Regions from separate parts of the Triticum aestivum genome. Here region 2 is linked to region 1. Evidence: chromatin contacts called from public Hi-C data. All regions are on one chromosome and are shown on one strand. Each heading gives the region's core, a stretch centred on a gene start, on an enhancer-like site or on the middle of the called end of the contact. The rest is flanking DNA. Distances are from core to core; before and after follow the strand shown. Region 1 holds the start of LOC123097813 (arogenate dehydratase 2). Region 2 holds the start of LOC123097814 (L-ascorbate peroxidase 1, cytosolic).

Region 1 (4,166 bases), core at 554-3,053:
TGAGTTTACACACTCAAGTGACTGCTATCTCAAACGATTATTCTGACGTGCACAATCAGCCCATACCAGAATGCTGCTTGCAGTACTCTACCTGCAGTAGATAATCAAACTGTAAGATAGCCATGCAAAATATTTATAAACAATAATTCTATGTTTTTAATCTTATTACTACATGTGACTGCAAATACTAGTAAATTGTCCATACTTATGATGCAAGTAAGCAACAGAGTAAATGATCTGCAAGTTATTTGGGAAGTTGCAAGCAAGCAAACCATTTGCCTGACAACTTTCACTTCACAAACTAGATTATGAAGCTGAATGTCTGTCAAAATGCATCGAGTCAAGCAAGTGAAGAAACAGGACAAAAGACACTGTAATGACACCATTAAGACATTAATCAAAAGAAAACCTGAATTCTGAAGCAAAGGTACTTTAACTGTTGAGCACCAAGTACTGATGTCTTTCAAGGAAAAACATCAGACAGGTACAGAGGAGACTAGAACTATGTATAAGAATTAAGAAGCAAATTATTTGGTATATGTGGTTTTGCAAAAGTGATAGAAATCTAGTATGGTTTTCTTGGATTATGGGTACACCTTCCATCTTCTGAGAGGTTTTTTTTGTGTGGGGGATTTTTCTGATGTTACCATCATGTATTTCAGTGCATAAGCAACACCCAACTTTGTAAAATGCAGTCTGCCAAATTTTTGTTTGTAAATCCATTGGTCCAATAAGTTAAATCCCCCTTGTATAAAAGGTTAAATTGGACTACTTCACAAAAATAAGCTAAATAGTGGGATTGATCATCCAACAGACAGGCAATTGATTGGTGAACAAAAACTTAAGAAAGGACTAAACGGAAGATACTTTACAGACTAAACATAATGAACTAAATGTGCAGAGCATCATCGCAACTTTCAGACCAATTATATACCTACTAAAATTTGAAGAGAAATATTCCGAGTTTTGACAAGTAAGAATCAGCAGATCACACGACTGCAAAATATTCAGAGCTAGTAGTTCACAAAGGTAGCTATCACTGAATAGACATAAAAAAAAGGATTCAGAGCTTACACCCTTCATCAAACAGATGAGGATCCAGAGCATGGCGGCGCAGATGATGGGCTCGCAGTTCCCTCTGGTGCCGATGGTGAAGGTGAAGGGGTTGAACAGCCAGGCCACCACGCACCAGATCCGCGTCCTCGCCGGGACCCCCCGCAGCTCGAGAATGGCATCGATGAACACCCCGACGAGCAAATCTGCACCGTAAAAGCACCAACACCGCAAGAACTCGACAGAGACTGTAGTACTGTATTGTGTGGACGAGCGGCGGCGGCCGGGGGCGGGGCACCTGCGGCGGAGAAGATGAGCACTAACCAGTGCGGGTTAAATCGACGGAATGGCAAGGGGTTTATTGCAAAAATGCCAGTGCTAACCGGTCCCATCTCTGGACTGCCACTTGTCGCGCTGTGATTCGCTCTGGACCAAATCATCACATAGGGTGTCAAGTTCTGGGAGCCCTCAGTGACATTTTGCAAGTTTTGGACTAAATCATCGCAAGTTCATGGATCTGGGGTGCTATTATACCTCTTTTATTCGCCCTCAAACCTATGTACTCGTACTTCCGTCCAGGTACACCATTCAGTCATATCACTCGTATCTTACGTCTTTATAGGACAGTCCTCTTTACTATTCACTTCCAACAGTTGGCTCGTCGCCACGCACTGCTCTCCAGCCTCACGGCCCGTGCATCGTGTTCCACTTTTCCACCACACAAAAGAAATCTCGCGTCACGTTTGGAAAAGCCCGTGACCGCGGGGATCATTTTCCTATTTCGCTTCTCGACTTCCCCAATCGGCCACCCCCCACCTCCGCCTTCCTTCCTGGCCAGCGCGGCGGCTTATGGCCTCCATGACCACACCTCGGCTCCCCTTCCTCCCCGCCCGAACCCGCTCCGCCGTCGCCGCCACCTCCTCTTCGTCCCCCTCCTCCCCGCTACCACGCCGCTCCATCAAATGCAGCAGCTCCACCAACGCTAACTCGGCCCCCCTCCCTTCCACATCGCGGCAGCCCCGGGCGCCCGTGGCGGACGGCGTAGGGTCCGCCGACCTCAACGGCCTCCGGGCCCCGCCTATACCTGTCGCGGACTCCCCTCTACCCGCGTACCGCGATCCGCACGGGCTGCCTCGTAAGTCCAGCGGCGGCGCTTTTTTAGCCGATCTCCAGAAGTTTTTTCTCGTTTGTTTATTATAATATAATAACTAGACTAACTAATCAGCTGGCGCTTTCTTCATGGCGTGCGTGATTCTGTGCTGGGGTTACTAGGGCCTCTCACTAGTGCGGATCTGATGGAGTCGAGCGGGGAGGGGCTCAAGGTTGCCTACCAGGTGCTCGACGAAACGCGTGCTGTTTTGGTTTCATTGCGTATCAATCTCCCTGTTTGTGTGTGTGTGTACTCTTTTTGTTGTGAATCTGAACGAGGTTTGGTTTGGTGATTGTTCAGGGCTTCCCTGGAGCGTACAGCGAGGCTGCAGCAAAGAAGGCCTATCCAAATTGCCAGACAGTGCCCTGTGAGCACTTTGATACTGCATTTCAGGTATCGTAGTATGATCCTTTTTTGGGCCTGTTTAGGTATGTTTGTGTATGCTGTTCGTGGTGCAGTGAGTTGCGCATTTTACGTTGATTCTTGTCATGATTTCAGAAGATGAAACATTGAATCAAACGAGGTTAAATATTTGTTGATGAAATGTGTTGACGGTTTGAAGTTTTTTTTAAATCTCTATTTCATTAAGACCGTGTGTCGGCAAGATCGCCAACCACCAGAACGCTTGCATCAACTGTCATAGATTCCACCCAAATACAACAGGTATCCTGGCCACGAGCTCCAAACCCGGCAAGGACATGAGCAACTTTGTTACATGCACGGGTTCCTATAGTATAGGAACAGACAACAGAGCTAAAATTAAGCCTCAGGAACTGCCGCATGTCTCTATAGATAACACCCTCCGGCGACAGATCGAAAGCTGTGCTTTCCAACGCCTTAATCAGCTGCTGGTAGTCCGACTCAATTTGAATATTGATCATTCCCCACTCGGCTGCCGTCTGCAGCGCCGCCAAACAGGCCCCCGCTTCAGTCTGACTCGCACTGGACACATGAGTGAGTCTTCCCGCACCTGCACCTCGTATAGCTCCTGTTCAGTCGCGTACGACATAGCCCCAGCCGCCAGATTTTGTTGTGTCATGAAAAGCACCGTCTACATTGATTTTCAAAGTGTCTCCGACGGGACACTGCCACAATGGTAATACTTGTCTAGCTTGCTGGTTGATGGGCTTCCCATGCAGCTTCAGTGATTCGAACGCACACTTCTGTGCCTGAATGGCTGTGCTTTCAATTGTGCTCACATTTTCCTTTTTGTTCAGTTTATTCCTCCTCTGCCACCATTTCCAAAGCATGCAAGCTACTAGCACCTTCTTCCCCTCCTCCAGGCTCAGTATTTGTTGCACGACATCCTTAGCATTAGTGCAAGTACACAAGCATGCTCCGTGTTACTCCCTCCGTTCCTAAATATTTGTCTTTCTAGAGATTTCAGCAAGTGACTACATACAGAGCAAAATGAGTGAATCTACACTCTAAAATATGTCTATATACATCCGTATGTGGTAGTCCATTTGAAATCTCTAAAAAGACAAATATTTAGGAACTGAGGGAGTAGTTTATTAGATGCAATATGCCAGCACTGCACAAAGAACCTATTGCTGGCACATATTCATTTGTCCATACTCCATACTCGTTCTTTTCTCGAGACAGCATGCTCAACATTTGGTCATTCATTTCTACTGTAATTTATGTACTCGAACAAAATTATGTATTATGAAAGTACCCGTCTAGTCGAATATATACGTATGGATGGTTTGTAAGTATCTAATTTAAATAGTTTTAAAGATATTGGTACTCGAAGTTCCGTAAGTTGACCCTAAATATGCTCAAAACGACATCCCTTAGGTAACCAGAGAGATTGTTGTATTGGCAAAATCTTCTTCTAAACTAGCCTTTTCAGACAGCAGTAGATCAGAGCAATTGTACTCCATATGTTGCATGGCATATTGTAATACATAGAAGGTGTATGTAGCAAAAATAAATAAATGTGCTGCTATTTTGATGTCTT
Region 2 (4,166 bases), core at 864-3,363, 490 kb before region 1:
CTTGTCCAGGGTCCCTCAAAGCCAGACCTCTCCTTGTGGCACCTTCCCTATAGAAAAAGAAAAACACAAGAAAACAATGTCAATGCATGCATACAACGATCCAGGTATATAATATGAAAGCAGATTGAGCAAATGTGCAAACTAACCAGGGTGTGGCCACCAGAGAGGGCAACAATATCCTGATCACTCAAGCCCATCTGCTTGCCGAAGACTTGCCTTAGGTGGTCAGAACCTGGGTGAACGGTAAGGAATGGAAATCATTAGTGAAAGTAAAAGGTACTTTCATGCACATACACACCATGTCACAATTGCTAAAGGGGAAAACTAGCATAGACTGGACTGCGCAAATTGTATACATGTACTACATAATTAATACTTCATATATGAGTGAAACAGAATATGGTTCAACTGCGTAGTTTAAGGAAGAAGCCTTCTATAGTGAGCAAACGGATATTGGAAATAAGTAAGCAATCAAAGCATGATTTCCATTTACAATTGTTTCACAACAGTATTAATTATAAATATTTGTTCCATAGTGAATACGCCTTTTCTATAGTTAGAAAAATGTTGTGAGGGTTAGAATGGTACCCTTGGTAGCATCAGGGAGGCGACCCTCAGGTGGGGGCTGAGGCTTGTCCTGTAAAAGGCACATGTTAAGTTTAAAATGTGCTCAGCTAAACAATTGCAAAAAAAAACTATAACCAAGAGCACTCAGTGCTCATCGATTATCACATATCACAGCATAAGTATCATAACTTGGTCTTCCCGACTGCACGCAAAAAAAGTTCTAACTAGAATAAAAATAAGATTAATTTTGTTTGCTTGGCCCTTTCTATTTGATTGAAGCCTGTAATGGCATTACCATCAGGAACATAGCAACCACATCCTTCTAGAGTTATTCGTGGCAGGAAGCTCAGCATAATTCTACTACGATTTTGGTGAATGCTTGACAAAAATGTGAGCCAACAAGAACTAATACCTAGACTAGAAAGATTGCATATACAGAATGAGAACTGAATGCCACAATACGTGATGTACAATAAACATTACAGTAACTAATTAATTGTCGTACACTAGAGGATATTATAGCTCTAGATGTGAGATAGCAAGCACATCAAGTCAAGACAGCACAAACATTGCCGCCCACCAAAACCACTAATTAGGCCGAGCGTCAGGATCATACAACTCCGTGGTGTTCCACGAAATAATAAAAATATAGGTGGTGTCAAACAAATTAGCCGCCGGACATAGACTAATGTAGTCGCTTGTACCAAGAGCCACCAACCCAAACACGAAATCACATGCTGACAAGAATACTTCTAGTTAACTCGGCACCACCAACCTACCCACACTGTCCCCTGGACTAAAACCCTGAGGAAAATGCAAAGTTAACCAAGGTTAAGAAATATCACCTCCCTCCCTGGGTGGAAGGGGATCACGGGCCCACCGGACACCTCCACCGCGACAACTCCCGCAAGCTGCACGCAGGAGAAATGAATCATCAGAAACCACATTCAGTGGACCGAATGGGTACTGTCAACCAGATCTGACCGAACTCGCGTCGAACCTGGTAGAGATCAGCGTAGGAGATGGTGGGGATCTCCTCCTTGATGGGCTCGAGCATCCGCACGGCGATGTCCAGGCCCGCGTTGGCGGCGTGCGCCTGCTCCGCCGGCTTCTTCATCGTCCCGAACGGGCCGCCTGTCTTGGACGACACGTCGAAGGTCCCAGCGGAGTGCCACCTGCGCGACGACAACAGATCAGGCCATGAAAAAGGCAAAAAAAAAAAACTCCGTCGATAATCCGAACGCGCGCGGGTAGGAGAGGGGGGGCGCTTACGCGAGGCGGAGCATGAGCGGGGAGCAGTTCTTCTCGGCGATGAGGGCGCGGAGCTTTTGCCTGGCCTTCTCGACGGCCTCCTGGTACTCGGCGCTGACAACGGGGTAGGTCTTCGCCATGGCTGCCGCGGCTGAGACTCCGATCAGGAGGGGAGGGCAGGAGAAGGCGAGGGGGAAGTGAAGAAAAAGACAGCGAGGTGGATGGGGCGAATGGAAGCCACGCTCCCCCGGGGGTTTATATCGCCGGCGCAGGGGTCAAGGGAAGGTTCTGGGAGGGCGCCTCTCGGCCGTCGATCTTGGGCGATCCGGCGGTGGGGGCGGCGGTCCATTTGGACGCGCGTGACAGGCACGCGAGCAGTGATGGCCAAGTGGGGGGGAGGAGGGAATCGGCCGTGCAGTTACGATTTTGTCCCTGCTTTGCGGCGAAAGGTGGAAGGTGGTGCGGCTGTTTTGGTCATTTCGCCGGGAGCCCCGCGGTCTTCGTCTGCGAGTAGCGGCAACGGTTCACGGCTTCACGGGCTGGTGGGACACGTGGCGTGAGCCGGTTGGTACGGGCGCGGCTGGAGTGGACCCGGGTCCGTCGTTGCTGCCTCCGGTAACGCACGCTGCCCCGCTATCCCCGGCCCAGCCTTGCTCGGGAAGTGTGCCTGGCCTCATCCATCCGCGTCGGCCTCCCAGCAATTTCGTTTCAGCTTCTATTTCCTTTCTTTTTTTTCTTTTTCTCTTGTGTGCAGATTAGTGCACGTGAGCTTGAGAAGACTACCGGTGCATGTGCGTCGTCGTCTTTGGCGAACTACGAACGTGAGCGTGAGCGTGAGAAGACTACCAATGGTGTGTACGCGGTGCCGCTGCGACCGATCCGTTTCGCATCGCCAGAGGTTTGGTCTAATTTTTCATCTTCGTTAGCCCATATAGAATGCAGATGAATGATGCCTCTTGGTGGATCCGTTTCTCATTGTGAAGCTTGGCCTCATCTGTCCCGTCTCTCCGTAGTAGCCGCTGGTTCCTACCCTACGATAGCAGTACACTTGTTGGCATAGCTGTCGAAACCCCCGGCCAAGACGTTTAATGCTATGACGTTGATCGTCTTGGCCTGGCGATCACTGAAAAAACTCGTCTGCTTGACCGGAAGTTGGGTCTAAACGAGCATGGTGACGGTCTCAGACATAAAACCCGTTCCAGACTTGGTCAGGCAGAGAGCCTCCGAGCAAGAGGTGGTATGAGCATCTACAGTAGCACCCAAAACCCGCTCACACATCCGGACGGACTGACCGGTCATGAAAAAATGACCCAGACGAACTCCTCATATGGGCCTCAAACACCTGGATTGATTGGCGCCCCTCATGTCCAGACCAAATTTAGGACGGATATAGGGCGTCCGGACACGTCCGTCACGTTGGACTGACAATTGGGTCCTACACAGAATCGTCCGGAAACCCGGCAGTCCGATGGACGTTTCCTTCGGTGGGTGATGTGAACGTCGCGTAGCGCCGCCCCGACTCACCGTTCGAGGCCAAATTCGGCTATTTAAGCAGGCCGACGTCGCCCAGCCCTAGCCACATCCACCTCGTCCCTCTTCGCGTCGCCAACCCGAGCCCATCCACCTCCTCTCTCCCGCTCTTCCCACGCTCTCCGGCTTCGCCATGGTTCAGCAAAAAGATAGCCACGTATGCTATGCTCACGCCGGAGCGCCGGTACGAGAGGGCTGCCTCCGGAGAGCCGGATGAGGAGGGCGGAGAGGAGTAGCAACCGGCTCCGATGGCGGTGGCGGATCCGGAGGAGGATGAGGCACAACAGCAGGAGGAGGAGCTGGTGCCGGCTCCGGGCTTCAACATAGAGGCTGCAGAGGCAAAGTTCGCGGTTGCCCAAGCGGACAAGATGACGAAGCAGCAGGCCATCCTGAAGTCCATCCAGGATAAGGCCTATGTGGAGGCCAACCGGCAATTCATCCCGCAGGAGCGGGCGGCAACCGACGCGCTTTTCGTCGAACTTGAGGCGAAGGCTGAAGAGCCGGAGCTGCGGCCGCCGCCCATGTACCTGGAGCCGGGCACGGAAATAGTGAACACCTTTGATGAGGATTAGGGTAGCATAGGTTGTTTGATCTACGTAGAACGTGGATGTGCGTGTGCATGCTTTTGTGTGAATTTAATGTTTCTAGTATAATGCATTCGGGTGCAGATGAGCAAATTTGAAGCGTGACCCTGCGGACGTGTCTGATAACGTTGGCGGACCTTTGAGGAGTTGGATTTGCTGTTCGCGGTTGTAGATGCTCCTGCTCTCTGTGTGCACTAAGCCACTAACTAAACAGTCCACCTACGACTAAACAAA

Evidence for each region. Hi-C and Micro-C count contacts between places; a contact is called where the count stands out from the background.
Region 2: a Hi-C map of leaf shows a contact between it and region 1, with 5 times the contacts expected there. The contact joins the promoter of LOC123097814 here to the promoter of LOC123097813 in region 1. A contact is called at or near these places in 3 of 5 Hi-C or Micro-C datasets (leaf and root) and 1 of 1 datasets of contacts at active chromatin or transcription factors (leaf).

Annotation. Positions count from the first base shown.
Region 1 is chr4D:344,452,086-344,456,251 of IWGSC CS RefSeq v2.1, reverse strand. LOC123097813 (arogenate dehydratase 2) reads left to right here and starts at 1,803. Exons shown (of 11, transcript XR_006447458.1): 1 at 1,803-2,188; 2 at 2,326-2,387; 3 at 2,504-2,596.
Region 2 is chr4D:344,941,594-344,945,759 of IWGSC CS RefSeq v2.1, reverse strand. LOC123097814 (L-ascorbate peroxidase 1, cytosolic) reads right to left here and starts at 2,113. Exons shown (of 9, transcript XM_044519645.1): 1 at 1,840-2,113; 2 at 1,568-1,742; 3 at 1,413-1,478; 4 at 589-637; 5 at 147-232; 6 at 1-47. The coding sequence starts at 1,958.